Regions from separate parts of the Mus musculus genome. Here all the other regions are linked to region 3. The links are chromatin contacts, called in public promoter capture Hi-C maps. All regions are on one chromosome and are shown on one strand. The core of a region is the stretch at or near the end of the contact, and the rest is flanking DNA. Distances in the headings are between cores, read along the strand shown.

Region 1 (4,537 bases), core at 791-3,290, 510 kb before region 3:
CATGGAAGGGTGCACTATCAGGCATCCAACATGCATCTCAGAACTCTGTTTAGAAAGCCTTCCCGCTACAAAAGCTAACTGTCCTAGGTGGGAGCTGTGGCTTCCTAAACACCTGCTCTAGGTGTTCAAACCACTGTGCCATTTTCTTTTAAAACAAAGTGCATTTTCCTTTACACCCACAAGTACATACCCTGTAAGAATTCAGTTTTCTAAAGCTGAAAGCAAAAAAAAAAAAAAAAGTCTAGTCTCTGCACATCTTTACTTGTTTACAACCTTCTCAAAGTCAGAACGAAAAACCGAGGGTTGTCATTTTATCTAGTTTCTTTGGGTCTGTAAGGATCTTCACACATCTTCCACACTATGTTTAAGCACCTCTCTTCCGTCTTCACTCTTCTCTAAGGTGCTTTGAACCTACCCTCAGGCCAAGATTTTGAGCAGGTTACACCCGACTTTTGAATCAGAGTGAACACATATTCACATCATGGTAAAATACATTTAGCCAGTGTACTGGGCAGCCATGCTAAGCAAGAGTCTCTCATTCAAAGGAGTGCAAAGGGTCACTGCTACCTCACACCTTGAGGGAATGAATCTTGGTGGTCACATTTTTTCAGTTTCTAACATTACCTAAAAAGTATAAAGGGAGGCTTAAGTAATTTCCATTTAATCAGAAACAGTCCCTTTTTAATACTTTCTCGACCCTGACCCCTCTGTTGTTCCTATTCTTTTAACTCTGTAAAACCCAATGAGGAAGGAAGGTAGATAAAGTATTACCCAGAGGTGAGACAATGTTCTCCCGGAGCCAGGGAGTCAGTAAGCTTGGGGGCACAAACTTCAGGACCATCAGGTGGCTCTGGTGTCCTTTCCAAGCCAACCCTGTACAAGGCACACCGAACAATCTCCTCCTGCTGCCTGACTGTTAGCTGTTCACCAGAGCCTAGCCCGTGACCCCTGGCTTAAGTTGATTCAAACTGAAGCCACTACTTGAAATTGACCCAAAGCCTACATGCCCAGGGCTAGAAGAAAGCTGCTTCCAAACGCTCAAAAAAAGGACAACGGTTGCTTTTGTTTTCTTTTAAACTGTACCTGCTAGGGAAGGAGAGTGCGTGAAAGCACACTACATTACCGAATTCTCTCAGAAGAATGGGGATTTCAGCGACGACTGACTGACTCAGAACATAGCTGCCTCCGCCGGCCGCCGACCCCAGTCCGTGACCCGGCTGCTGGTGGTTTATCATCCCTCCAAACCTGAAAGTCCCTACCTCCAGATCAATCAAAAGCTGGGGGAAGGCATGTCTTCGGAAACACAAGCAAGGCCACAACTTGGATGAATAAAACTGGGCTAAGGGCACCCGGAGCAGGATTTCCGCTGGAGTCAGAAAAAGAAAGGTCAAAAGATTTTTTTTTTCTTTTTGGTGTGATAGCGGTGACAAGTGCGTGGGTACACAGCCGGCACTGGCGGGCTTTGGAGGAAGGCTGTAACTGATCGCGGACGCTGAGGGCAGGCGATCGGGACCAGCGGCCGGCGGGGACGACGAGCAGCTTCTCGACGCGTGGGCGCAGAGCGGGGCTGGCCTGGGTTCTCGCGCGTGTGTCCTCCCGCAGTCCTTCCATCGGACTCCGGAGAGCCGGGGTCCGAGGCCCGCCCCGCCCCCTGCTCGGCACACCCCCTCCCGCGACCGCGCACACGCGCGGGCATACACACCCCCCGCCTCCCGCGCGCACGCGGCCGCGCCGAGCGCCTGACCCACGCGCCACCCCCCCACTTTGCGCCCGCGACCACCCGCGCACCGCGCGAGAGGACCCGGTGTCCAGCAGGCAGGACACGCGGGACTGGGAGGCCTAGAGGCGGCGGGGCGCGCCCGCGCGGGAACTCGGTCTGAGGGAAGGTCACTTACCCGCCGCATGGCTTTCAGAATCAAAGCCAACTCGTAGCGGGGCATCGCCCAGGTTGGCGGCGCCGAGTCCAGGAGAGCCGGGGTCGCGAGGGCGGGGACGCGGGGCGCAGAGGAAGACGAGAGAGGAACACGGCCGGTCAGCTCCCGGACGGCGAAAGCACCGTGCGACCCCGCGAGGCCGGGTTTAAAGGCTCCGGCAGCTGCGCAGACGGCTCGCCCCGCCCACCGAGAGCCCCGCCCACCCGGCACCGCCCCGCCCCTCTCCCGGAGGGCGCCTTGCACTTGCACCTCAACGGCTTCCTGCTTGCCCTCCCGGGCCGTGTCTGTGTCCCCCGAGCCTGCGGAGCGTGGACACGGTCTCGAGCAGCCCGTCGGAGGCCGTCTCCTCGCTCGGCACGCACCCGCTCCCCGCCGCCTCCGCGCCTACCAACCTTGGGCTCTGGAACCCGGTGGAACTTTCCAGGCCTCCCCGCCCACCCTCCCTTCCCGGGTGCTAGGCGAGCGAGTGCGCGTGCGCCGCGGTGCGGTGCGGTGCGATGCGGTCTGGCTGCTGTGTGCCCCTCGCCCGCGTCTCCAGGGAGGAAGGCGGGGTGCTAAGGAGTGACTGCTGCACCAAGCCGCAAAGAAACAAGCCTGGAACCGAAGGGCTATGTAGGCATTTGCTGTGTGTGCCTAGCCTGACCCAGAAGCAGGTTAATGCTTCGACTCTCGCCAGTTATTCTTTAAATATTATCCTTGCTTTTCTGGTAAAGGAAACTATGGATTCCCTGAAACACAGGAGTAAGGAGGGGCTTCGTAGAGGGTCCCAGGTCCAGCACTCCACAGCGCGCGCGCACACACACACACCCATACACGCACATATAGAGCTAACTCGGGACTCCCCTCCTTCTGCCCCTGCTCCTGTTTCTTAGCTCTGGAAGGCACTAATTCCGCTGCAATGGTTGTCTTCTGCTCCCACCTTACTCCAACTAAAAGGGTCTTTAAGTGAAATGTTCTTGTAACTTTAAAGTGCTCTAATAATAATTTACTAATAATTTACTGAGGGCTTACTGTCTGTAGCAGGCACGACACTGAGGCTGTTTGTTCTCACTTTAGCTCTGTGAAGCAAATCGTACTACTCGCCCTATTTTAGGTATTAGCAAACAGAAAAATGCAAGGATAATTTAATTAGTCCAAGGTCAAACACAAACGCGTGGAAAGAAAATTTTGTGTCCAGAATGTCTGAAGAATAGTTTCACTGCCTACACTTATGAACCTCACCCCGTCCCCCATCTTACAGGCCAAGATGTTGGTCTTACTCAGTGGCGTTGGACGTCTTTGTAAAGCACACATGGAGACTATCTTTGTCACCTCCTCCACAGACCAATCTCCACAGAAGATTATGGTTTTGAATACAACCTAGGATACCTGGTTTTTTTAACATTTTCATTAACATTTCAAGGTTTGTCCTGTGCCCTTCAACACAAACTACAAAACCACCTACTTAGCATCAGCCACACACCTGGTTGGTTGGATTGTTTTGTTTTGGTTGTTGTTGGGGGTCTTTTTAGTTTGTTTGTTTTGGTTGGTTGGTTGTTTTTTGTTTTTAAGCAGCATGCTACCAAAAAAAAAAAAAAAAAAAAAAAAAAAAAAAAAAAAAAAAAGACACAGAAGGAAGAAAGAATTTCTGGACATTGAGACGAGAATTCCAGATCTGTGTGACATCCCACTTAAACTGTCCTTCCTGTGGCCCAGTTTAGGAATGTGAAGATAAGAGTCTCACGTGGTTGAGCCAAGCCAAACACCAAGCAACACCCTGAGGTGACCAGCCTGGACTGCCTCCCGTTGGAAGCACCACAGCTTTTCCCTGATACCCAGGGACCAGTGAAGTCCTAGTTCTCTAGACAAATGGGGTGAGGAAATTAGCCTGACTGAACAATGCCTCAGGGCAGACAGCACCCCACAACCCTCCCAAGCTGTTGGCCACCCACAGACTCATCCCATTTCTTAACGTGGAAAAGAAATCAGCTATCCTAAGTCCCCCGCCCCTTTCAGAGTTTTAAATAAGTGGCTATGGCTTTGTTAATTTTATTGTTAAAATTAATGCTGATGCAAATTGAAATTTATCAAAAATAATTTTAAACTATTTATACTGTTGGGTAAGCATGTAGAATCATAAGCCATTTCTATAGTATTTAATTTATTGATCTTTAAAAAATATCTTTTAGGATCTTGGGAAAAAAGATCTAATACGGTAGATACGTAAGATTTTATTGGCCAGAGGTTTTGGCTAATTTTCAAGTAAAGCTTTCTGAGGAGTCATAGGAAGAGAGAGTAAAGGCAAAAGTTGAAATCCAAGGTGCTCTGGTCAGTTCATCCCCTTGCCATCTCATCTTCTACTACTGTATAAGGAGAGATTTGACCTTGAGCTTTTCACCATAATTCTCAAGATAGCTGACTATCGTCATCATCACCATCACCATCATCACCATCATCACCAGACCTAACATTCTGCCATTCATTGTGAGCCAGGAAGTGCTTTTCATGTATTAATATTCATTTCTGCCCAGGCCGTCACTACCACATGTCTCCAACAGTACCCAGACCTGCTCTACCCCTTTGTCTGTGTCTGCCCAGGCCGTCACTACAGGGTCTCCTCACCT
Region 2 (4,022 bases), core at 1,073-3,572, 460 kb after region 3:
TCAGCTGGAGCTCTGTCCAAGGAAGTTTGGATTTGTAATGTGTGTTCCTGTCTACACTGCACACCAATGGAAATATGCTTAGATTCTATTACTTACTACTTCCCCTGTGGTAGGCAAGAAAGAAACAGACATAAACATTCTTTGCTATTTGAACTAGTCAAATGGAAATGGTGTGTCCGTTTAAACAAATTGACAAATAGTTTTAATGCAACTTTAAGCCTCCCTCCCCCTTTTTTTGCCTTCTGATACGGTCCTTGGTACAAATCTGAGGAGGGAAGGGGAGAAGATAGCAACCGAGACTGGGGTTTTCAAGTACAAAGGAAGATACTCTTTTCCACTTAAATACAGAGATCTCATTTTTAGATGCTTATTCCATCTTTTTAAACATACAGCTCATACAGATTACAGGACAAAATGCCAGGCATGGATCCCTTCCTGCACCCCTCAGTCAGGTCATTTGTCATCCCTGGGTTTCCCACCAGAAGTAAATGCGAAGGTCCGCTGCTAAAAAACACCACCTCCTTTGCTTACAGAACCCAGAGACGCCATGGCGGCGATTAACTGGACGCTTCTTCCTTGCTATCTGGCTCTTGTAGTGCTGAAGGTGCTGTAGGGACCTCAAAGTTAGCTCACAAGACCAAGTTCTCAGCATAAAGGAAGTTTATTTGCCCTAGAGGGACAACGGGCAGGGACAAAGGACAAAGATACAGGAGACAGAGGATGAGGGAGAAGGGGAAGGGAATAAGGGAGAGGAGGGAGAAATATTTGTCCTGGGGTAGACAAAGGACTGCCATTGGATAAAGACGAGACAGACATGGCCTATAGACAAATGGCGGTTTATAAAGGTAGAGTGAGTTGGTTAGTTTGAATTGAGCATGTTAATAGGTGAGCCAAAGGGAACTTTTAATTGCTGAACTTCAATATTTTGATAGCAGGACCTTGGTAGTCAGCCTCAAGAAGAGGAAGTGGCCAAATAACGGAATGGACCTTGGGGTCTAGCTTAGGAATGTAATGATTTTCAGCAAGGAAGAGGAAAGGGGGTAAAAGAATGAAAACTGTTTGCAATGTCTGCATGTTTGGGCTGTTAGGGCTCCTGCAGGTGCTCTGTGGGCTGCTGGGGGTTTGGGGGGTGGTCTGCCATGCTCAGGCCTGTTAGGACCCTTTCAGGTGCTCTGTGGGCTGCTGGGGTGGGGGTGGGGGTCGTCAGTACTCTTTCCCAGCTGTGTTCACCCTACAAGCTACAAAATCAACCTGCCAGACATGTGTCCCCTAGTGAGACAGCGACGTGGTTATTTGAAGGCTAACTCTATGTTTTCTGGTTGCACTTGATTGAGGCTTGCTCCCCAGAAGAGGATTCACGGGGAGTATTGTAAACCTGGTCAAACGCTGTTGGGGGTAACAGGCCTCAGAGGGGAACCTAGCACTGGATTCTAAAGGGACACAGTATCAAACTGTCTCCTGAGCTGATACTCATAAACCAGTGCTGTTCCCAGCGGGGTAAGCCAAAGCTGCTGTTCGCAGTGCATGACCGTGAGTGAAAGCCGATTGTCTTAGGGCTGCTATTGCTATGGTGAAATGCCACAACCAGAAGCACTCCATTTGCCTTATATTTCCACACTGTAGTTTGTCACCAAAGGAAGTCAAGACAGGAACTCAGAGCTGGAACCTGGAGGCAGGAACTGATGGAAGAATGCTGCTTAGAGACTTACTCCTCATGACTTGCTCAGATTGTTATATGATAAAAATTATATACAATACAAAGTGTGTATATAATAAAAGCATATATAATTAAATTATGTATTTTATATATATATATGTATGTGTATGTGTATGTATGTATGTATGTATTTTGTGTGTATGTGTCCTGGAATTCACTATGTAGCTCAAACTCACAGGGATTCTCCTGCCTCTGTCTCCCAAGTCCTGGGATTAAAGGTATGTGCAACTATGCCTAGTTTTAGCCTGACTTCTTAAAGAACCCAGGACTGTCAGCTCAGAAATAGCACCACTCACAGTGAGCTGGACCCGCCCTCATCAATTGCTAATTAAGAAAATGCCCTACAGATGGGTCTTAAGGAGTTATTTTCTCAATTGAGTTTCCTTCCTTTCAGATGACTCCAGCTTGTGTCAAGTTGATAGAAAACTAGCCCCCTAACTGACCACAGTATTTCAAATAAGTAACTGCTGAGTGTTCAGTTCTAGATGAGATTGCTCTCTCATCCCCTTCAAGGCCCAGAGAATAACCTGAAGAGGAAGTAGAAGAGACAGTGAGACTGGGCTGGGAAATGCTGGCTTCTAGTTAGGGTGTGGCGGTTGCCATTATCTGCTCCCAGCAGCTGGGTTTCCTGCTGAAGAGCTGCACAAGATGGGTGGGGCGGCTCCTGGGCCCTCCTCTCCTTGAAGAACTCTTGGCTTTCCTTAGCAGAATGGTCACTGGTCACTTGCTTCGTCCAGGCTTCACACACCCAACCCTGATTGATTTCCATGGGTCACCAAAAAATAAAAGCAGCAAAGCAAACGAGCAAAAAAAAGACACAAAACCAGGAGAGGAACCTTCTGGAAAAAAGAATGTGTGTGGATGGAATGAGAGAGGGTAAAGTTGTGTGTGTGTGTGTGTGTGTGTGTGTGTGTAAGTTATCAAAATACACTATATGAAATTGTCAGAGAATTTTTTTAAAACGTACGACTTATTTAAAAGGAGTTTCATACACTCACACAGTTTCACCTTAGTTTATGATCTTCTCAAAATATGCTGCGATATCCTATGATCGGGAATCTCCCAGGCAAACAGAATATGTTTTGTTGTTGATACTTATTTCAATATAGTAATAAGAAGGTCATTTTTGAGTTATGATTCTAAATAGACACTTAATAGCAGTGTAATTTGGAGCTTTTTCAAAATAGTTCCATGAGGATTTTTTTGTTTTATTTTATATGCATCTATGTGTGTCTGCATACTATGCGCAGTGCAGGTCCCCCAGAAGTCAAAGAGAGTGTCAGATCCTCTGTGATTAAAGTTATGAGCAGTTGTGAGCTGGCATGAGGATTCTAGGAACCAAACCCAAATCCTCTGCATGAGTTGCAGGCAGCCCTCCACCTCCAAGCTCAGGTTTCCAAAAGATGCCTTTGAATCCTTACTTATCTCTGTGCGATGAGATGCGCTCTCCGCATCTTACAAAGAGGAAACAACAGTGAAGGAATTTGGAATATGTTTACAGTCCCGGTTTTAAATCTTATTTCCCCTTGCCCCCTTCCCCACGCCCCGAGTTTTGCGCTCTCTCTCTCGCTCTCTCTCTCTCTCTCCCTCTCTCTCTCTCTCTCTCTCTCTCTCTCTGGTATTTCTCAAATCCTCTGCAGCACAAGAGCCCTGCCGTTTCTCAGTCTGATTCTGAGGCACGTCGAGGCCAGTTGGTTCCGCTAGTTGCTTCATTAGCAGAGCAAGCTACAGTGTGCACATCACCCTGTTCGAGCGTGATTAGCTTCCAGTAAACAGGTAAACAGGACAGGGAAGGATTTCGACATGTTTGCACCAGGACGAGGATACGAGGACAGCTTTAAAGCAGACTCATACATTTCCAGCTACCGCCAGGAGAGCATGTGCGGAGACAGGAGAGGCCAGCCCCGAAGCCTACCAGGAGCAGTGAGACGCTAAGAAACATGTGGCGCACTTGGAAGCAACTGATTGTTTACAATCCAAACATCTTTCCTCATACTTCAAGCACCATCGTATCACATAGAAAATAACAACAGCCTGTCAAGAGGAAGCTGGGCTGAGCATGGGCATGCCACTCTGCAGTCTGCAGGGTGGGCGTGTGGGGCTGGTTGCTGGGGCTCTGTGGGGGGTGGGAGGGAAAGGTGGGAGCGCCTGTGTGTAATTGCAGCCATATTGATTTCATTGGGGCATAATGCCACACTGGCAACAAAGCTCAAACACGAGAGCGCCCCCGAGCCCTCTAGGGAGAAATCAGAGCCCGAAGGGCAATCTCTCTTGCCAGCATCGGGCTCTGCCAGGTTCGCTCAGA
Region 3 (4,110 bases), core at 1,556-4,055:
ACTTAAATGTGACAGGGAAATAAACAGTCCTCACCCTTCAGTCAGAACCAGGAAGTGATTCTTTTTAGTAAATCCCCACAGCAAGTGGGTTTTTTTTTTCTCCCTAGATCATTTGTCTCTTCCTGGCAGTAAAATATGAAGATTAAAAGAGAGAAAATAGAGGCAGGTGGATTTCTGAGTTCGAGGCCAGCCTGATCTACAAAGTGAGTTCCATGACAGCCAGGGATATACAGAGAAACGCTGTCACGAAAAACAAAAACAAAAACAAAAACAAAAGAGAGAGAGAGAGAGAGAAAATACACACAGCCCTTAGCAGCTTGTCTCAATAAATGGGAGCTAGGATTATCACCTATCCAATTACAAGACAGTTCCACCTGAAGAGACAACACCCAAACAGGAAATTCCCTAACACCCATTGGTTTGGATATTCCTTCAAACACACACATACACACATACACAGATACATAGACACACACACACACACAGAGTTACACACAGACACAGAGACACACACACACATATACACTCACAGACACATAGACACACACACAGTTACACACACAGAGACACACATGCACACATACACTCACAGACACACATACAGATACATAGAGACACACAGAGTTACACACAGAGACACACATGCACACACAGACACATAGAGACACACACACATAGAGTTGCATACAGAGAGACATACACACAGACACACACATACACGCACACACTCACATGCTCACACACGGCTACTCCACAGTACAAAGAGCAGCCATGGCTACAAGCAGAAGCCTTGATCCTTCTGTGCAGGAAACTGAATAACTAAAGAGTCTCATGCTATCAATTATTCTTTTTTGTTTTGTTTTTATGATCTACAGCAAATGGCTGCCACCTAACAAAGCAACAGAGAGTAACTCCAGCCTGTTTGGGGTACAGTATTGATATGCTAGCCTTGACTCCCTGGAGCGTTTTACAAATGTTCCTTTCAAAGCCTTGTTTCCGGGGCTGTGAGATGGCCCGGTGGTTAAGGGCACTTGCTACTCTATTAGAGTTCTAGCCCCAGCAGGGCAGCTCAGAACTATTTATAGCTCCAGTTCTGGGAGATATGATGGCCTCTTTTGGCTTCCGTAAGCACCAGGAACTCAAGTGGTGCATAGACATACATAGACATGCAGGCAAAACATGAATATGTTGTTAAAAGCAATTTTATGATTCCTGAGGGCCATTCATAACCTATGGAACAGTTATGGGAATCTTCTCATTACCTGTTGGCCGCAAGAACAATGTCAATATTTTCACTCTGCACTGTGACTAAAAGGGTTTCTTTTAAACATATCCTAGTTTTTCTTTTAAAAAAAAAGTGTGAAAATTTCGCGTTAAGAGTGGCATGAGAGTCTAAGAAATTTACAAAAGGCTACCATTTTCAAAATATCTAAGGATCCAATTTGTTGTTAATGAGCCACAGACCACGACTTTTGTGGAGCATAATAAAAAGTTAATCATTAGAAAAATGTCTGTTGTAAAGTTTCTAAATACGCCTATCAACTTCTGAACACATAGTTCACAGACATCTCAGACAATCGCAGGCTCTCCTCCAAAGGAGACCTGTGTGTGTGGGTGTGTCAGACACAGATTGCTCAAGGCAAAATGGGGAACATCAGAGCCAGGGTTTAAAGTCTTTGTCTGACTCCAGGAGAACAAGTTAACTGCGTAACCCACTCATCCTCCTGTGCTCCTCTGCCCTTAAGGAGAAAGGGAACTTAAGGGCCTTTGCAGGGATGCTGACAGAGGACCAACTAACTCCTCAACACCACTTCCAATGGGAGGGAACGTCCCAATTCGTAGGCTTATTTAACTAATGGCCAAACTATAAAAAAAACAAAATAAACAACAACAGCAAGACCCACTGAGTAAACCAAGCCGGCCCGGCCGGCCAGAAACTTCAGGACCCCTTTTTCTCATCCTGAGTTCTGTGTTTTCACAAGGGTGCACCCCACTACCACTGTGGACTCCAGATATCCAAGCTTTGATATGATCTCTGCACGGGAAAGAACCCAGCAAAATATAATCACGTAGGAAGAATGTTCTTGGTTAGTGATGTCTTTCTTTTGTTGGTTTTGATGACTGGCTCATAAATACAGTCAGGTTGGTGACAAAAGTGGGAAGTTGAACCCCGGTAAAGGGCTGTGTGGGCGGAGTAGGATAGAGCTGAGATTAAAAGTGTGCCTCAGCTGACCCTCTGTCCCCATACACTGGAGGGGACACAGGCATTTCTGCTCCCCATCTATAAGATCCCGAGGAACTGAGTACGAGGATTTTATAGGCTGCCCAGACAAATACTGGTCCTGCCCGTCAGCTGATCTCCCTGGCACCAAGGAGCCAAAGACGAACTGGGCTCTCCACCTCCAGGCCTGGAATTCCCCGTGGTCCACGCTACACTCACTGCAGCTCCCTCTTGCAGATTCCTCCTGGTCGGTGCCCCGTCCGATCGCGGTCACCCGCAGATCGGGAACGACTGCAGAACCCCACCCTGTGCCGGGTGCAAGCTCCCGGAGCCACCCACGCGCGGACGCGACACCCAGGAGAGCCCGAGGAGTCGGGGGTGGGGTGGGGGGTCTCCTGGGTCGCGCTTACCTGGCGAGGACGCCGCGGCACCGAGCCCACAGAGCAGCAGCGACGGCAGCCACAGTGGCAAAGGCCGCATGGCCCGGGCGGCCCGGGACCGCGGGGTGGACGCCGCTCAGACTCGCACCGCAGCGGCCATGGCGAGCCGAGCGCCCGCCTCTTCCCCAGCCTAGCCGCAGAGCCGCCTCGCCCCGCCTGCGTCCCGCCCCGCCCCCACCGCGCCCGGCCCCGCCCCCGCCCGGCCCGTGGGGACTTTCCCCGGTGTTCCCGGGAACCGCGGCCCCCGCAGCCCAGCACACAGCCCCGGTGACTCCGGCCACACCTCGCCGAGCCGACCTCCAATGTGTGGCCAGAGATCTCTAGTACCATCCTTCTGGAGAGACCCGTGGACACCCATCCCCACCCTACCCCACCCCACTTCGGACTCCCGCCACGTACGATTTAAGGACCCATTTATTTTGAATTCTGTTCTCTTTAATGACCGGAAAGATCGTGCTAAGCTTTGAATCCTTTTAAGCAAAGGGCTACTTAAGGGTATAGCAGAGAGGACCCTCTAGGCCGTGGTGTCACAGAGGAAGAAAAGCTAGAGGAACTGTACTGGTTGCTTAATAGTCTGTGGGTTTGGCCCTCTGTGGCTGTGAAGCTACGAGGAAGTGACCCCAGAGCAGGGCAGGGATAGGCTCCCAGCCTGAGCCTTCCCCAGTGGCCAGCCTGTTGGCAGAGACGTTCACACCTCGGCCACAAAAAAGGGGGCAACGAAAGGAATGGTTAGAGGGAGACAAGAGTCAAAGAAAGGGGTCATCGAACCGCAGCTATTGCTCCTAACCGCTGAGGCCTCAGTCTTAGGAAGCCACTTTAAACTGTAGTTGAAGCTGGCCTTGAACTTCACAGATCCTCACATCTCTACCTCTCAGGGGTTAGTCGTGGGCCCCCAAACCCTTCCCTTGTGCCTGTGGCTCCAGAAGTTGGCCTGTTATAAAAATACGTGATGAAATTATCTAGCAAAAATTTGAACTATGACTTGAGAATTTCAAGACCCAGAAATGTACTTACATGCCAAGGAGAAGAGGAGGGCTGTGGGGATCCTCTCAACAGGACGTGTTGAAAACCGCAGAGGAGAGAAAACCTAACCACACAGGCTGTGGATTATAAGTATACCCCTCTGAGTGCCCCGTGCCCTGCCCCCGGCATGTTTTATTTTTATGAGACAGGGTAAGGAAAAGGACTCAGCTAAAGCCACGAAGGACCTGTGATCACTAAGCTTTTCAGCCTGTGGTCTTGACCCCAAATGGTAAGCCTTTGGAAGTGCTACTACTGCCTCACCCCACTCCCTACCACACCCCTGTCTAGAATCTCCCTCCCTCAGCACAGTGCTAAGGGCATATTCCCTGGATCTGTACCCCATGCCTCAAGCATACAACCCCCCAAAGACAAGCGTTTCTCTCCTTTCCCCAAGGCAACTTTGTCAGGGCAAGGCCAGCTAGGTGC

The links. Promoter capture Hi-C pulls out the DNA fragments that hold promoters and counts their contacts.
Region 1: a promoter capture Hi-C map of pre-B cells shows a contact between it and region 3, with 2.6 times the contacts expected there. The contact joins the promoter of Mrps6 here to the promoter of Ifngr2 in region 3. A contact is called at or near these places in 2 of 39 promoter capture datasets (liver and pre-B cells) and 1 of 115 datasets of contacts at active chromatin or transcription factors (microglia).
Region 2: a contact with region 3 is called in a promoter capture Hi-C map of liver, with 2.4 times the contacts expected there. The contact joins the enhancer-like site here to the promoter of Ifngr2 in region 3. A contact is called at or near these places in 11 of 39 promoter capture datasets (the 3T3-L1 cell line, 3T3-L1-derived adipocytes, the C10 cell line and 8 more), 2 of 484 Hi-C or Micro-C datasets (cerebellum and cortical neurons) and 7 of 115 datasets of contacts at active chromatin or transcription factors (the 230-238 cell line, bone marrow-derived dendritic cells, bone marrow-derived macrophages and 4 more).

What each region holds. Positions count from the first base shown.
Region 1 is chr16:92,055,839-92,060,375 of GRCm38.p6, reverse strand. It overlaps Mrps6 (mitochondrial ribosomal protein S6), which reads right to left and starts at 2,040. Exons shown (of 3, transcript NM_080456.1): 1 at 1,896-2,040. The coding sequence starts at 1,940. It overlaps Slc5a3 (solute carrier family 5 (inositol transporters), member 3), which reads right to left and starts at 2,054. Exons shown (of 2, transcript NM_017391.3): 1 at 1,896-2,054.
Region 2 is chr16:91,085,096-91,089,117 of GRCm38.p6, reverse strand. It overlaps a transcript of 4932438H23Rik not described here. Among named protein-coding and RNA genes, the nearest start is that of 4932438H23Rik, 18 kb to the right of the region's middle. Within about 2 kb of position 2,322, at least 38 of the 459 cell types and tissues checked have an H3K27ac peak or open chromatin away from gene starts, as enhancers often do. A contact at or near this core is called in the HPC-7 cell line, cerebellum, hippocampal neurons and 1 more, where this site is marked.
Region 3 is chr16:91,545,754-91,549,863 of GRCm38.p6, reverse strand. Ifngr2 (interferon gamma receptor 2) reads right to left here and starts at 2,805. Exons shown (of 7, transcript NM_008338.4): 1 at 2,632-2,805. The coding sequence starts at 2,701.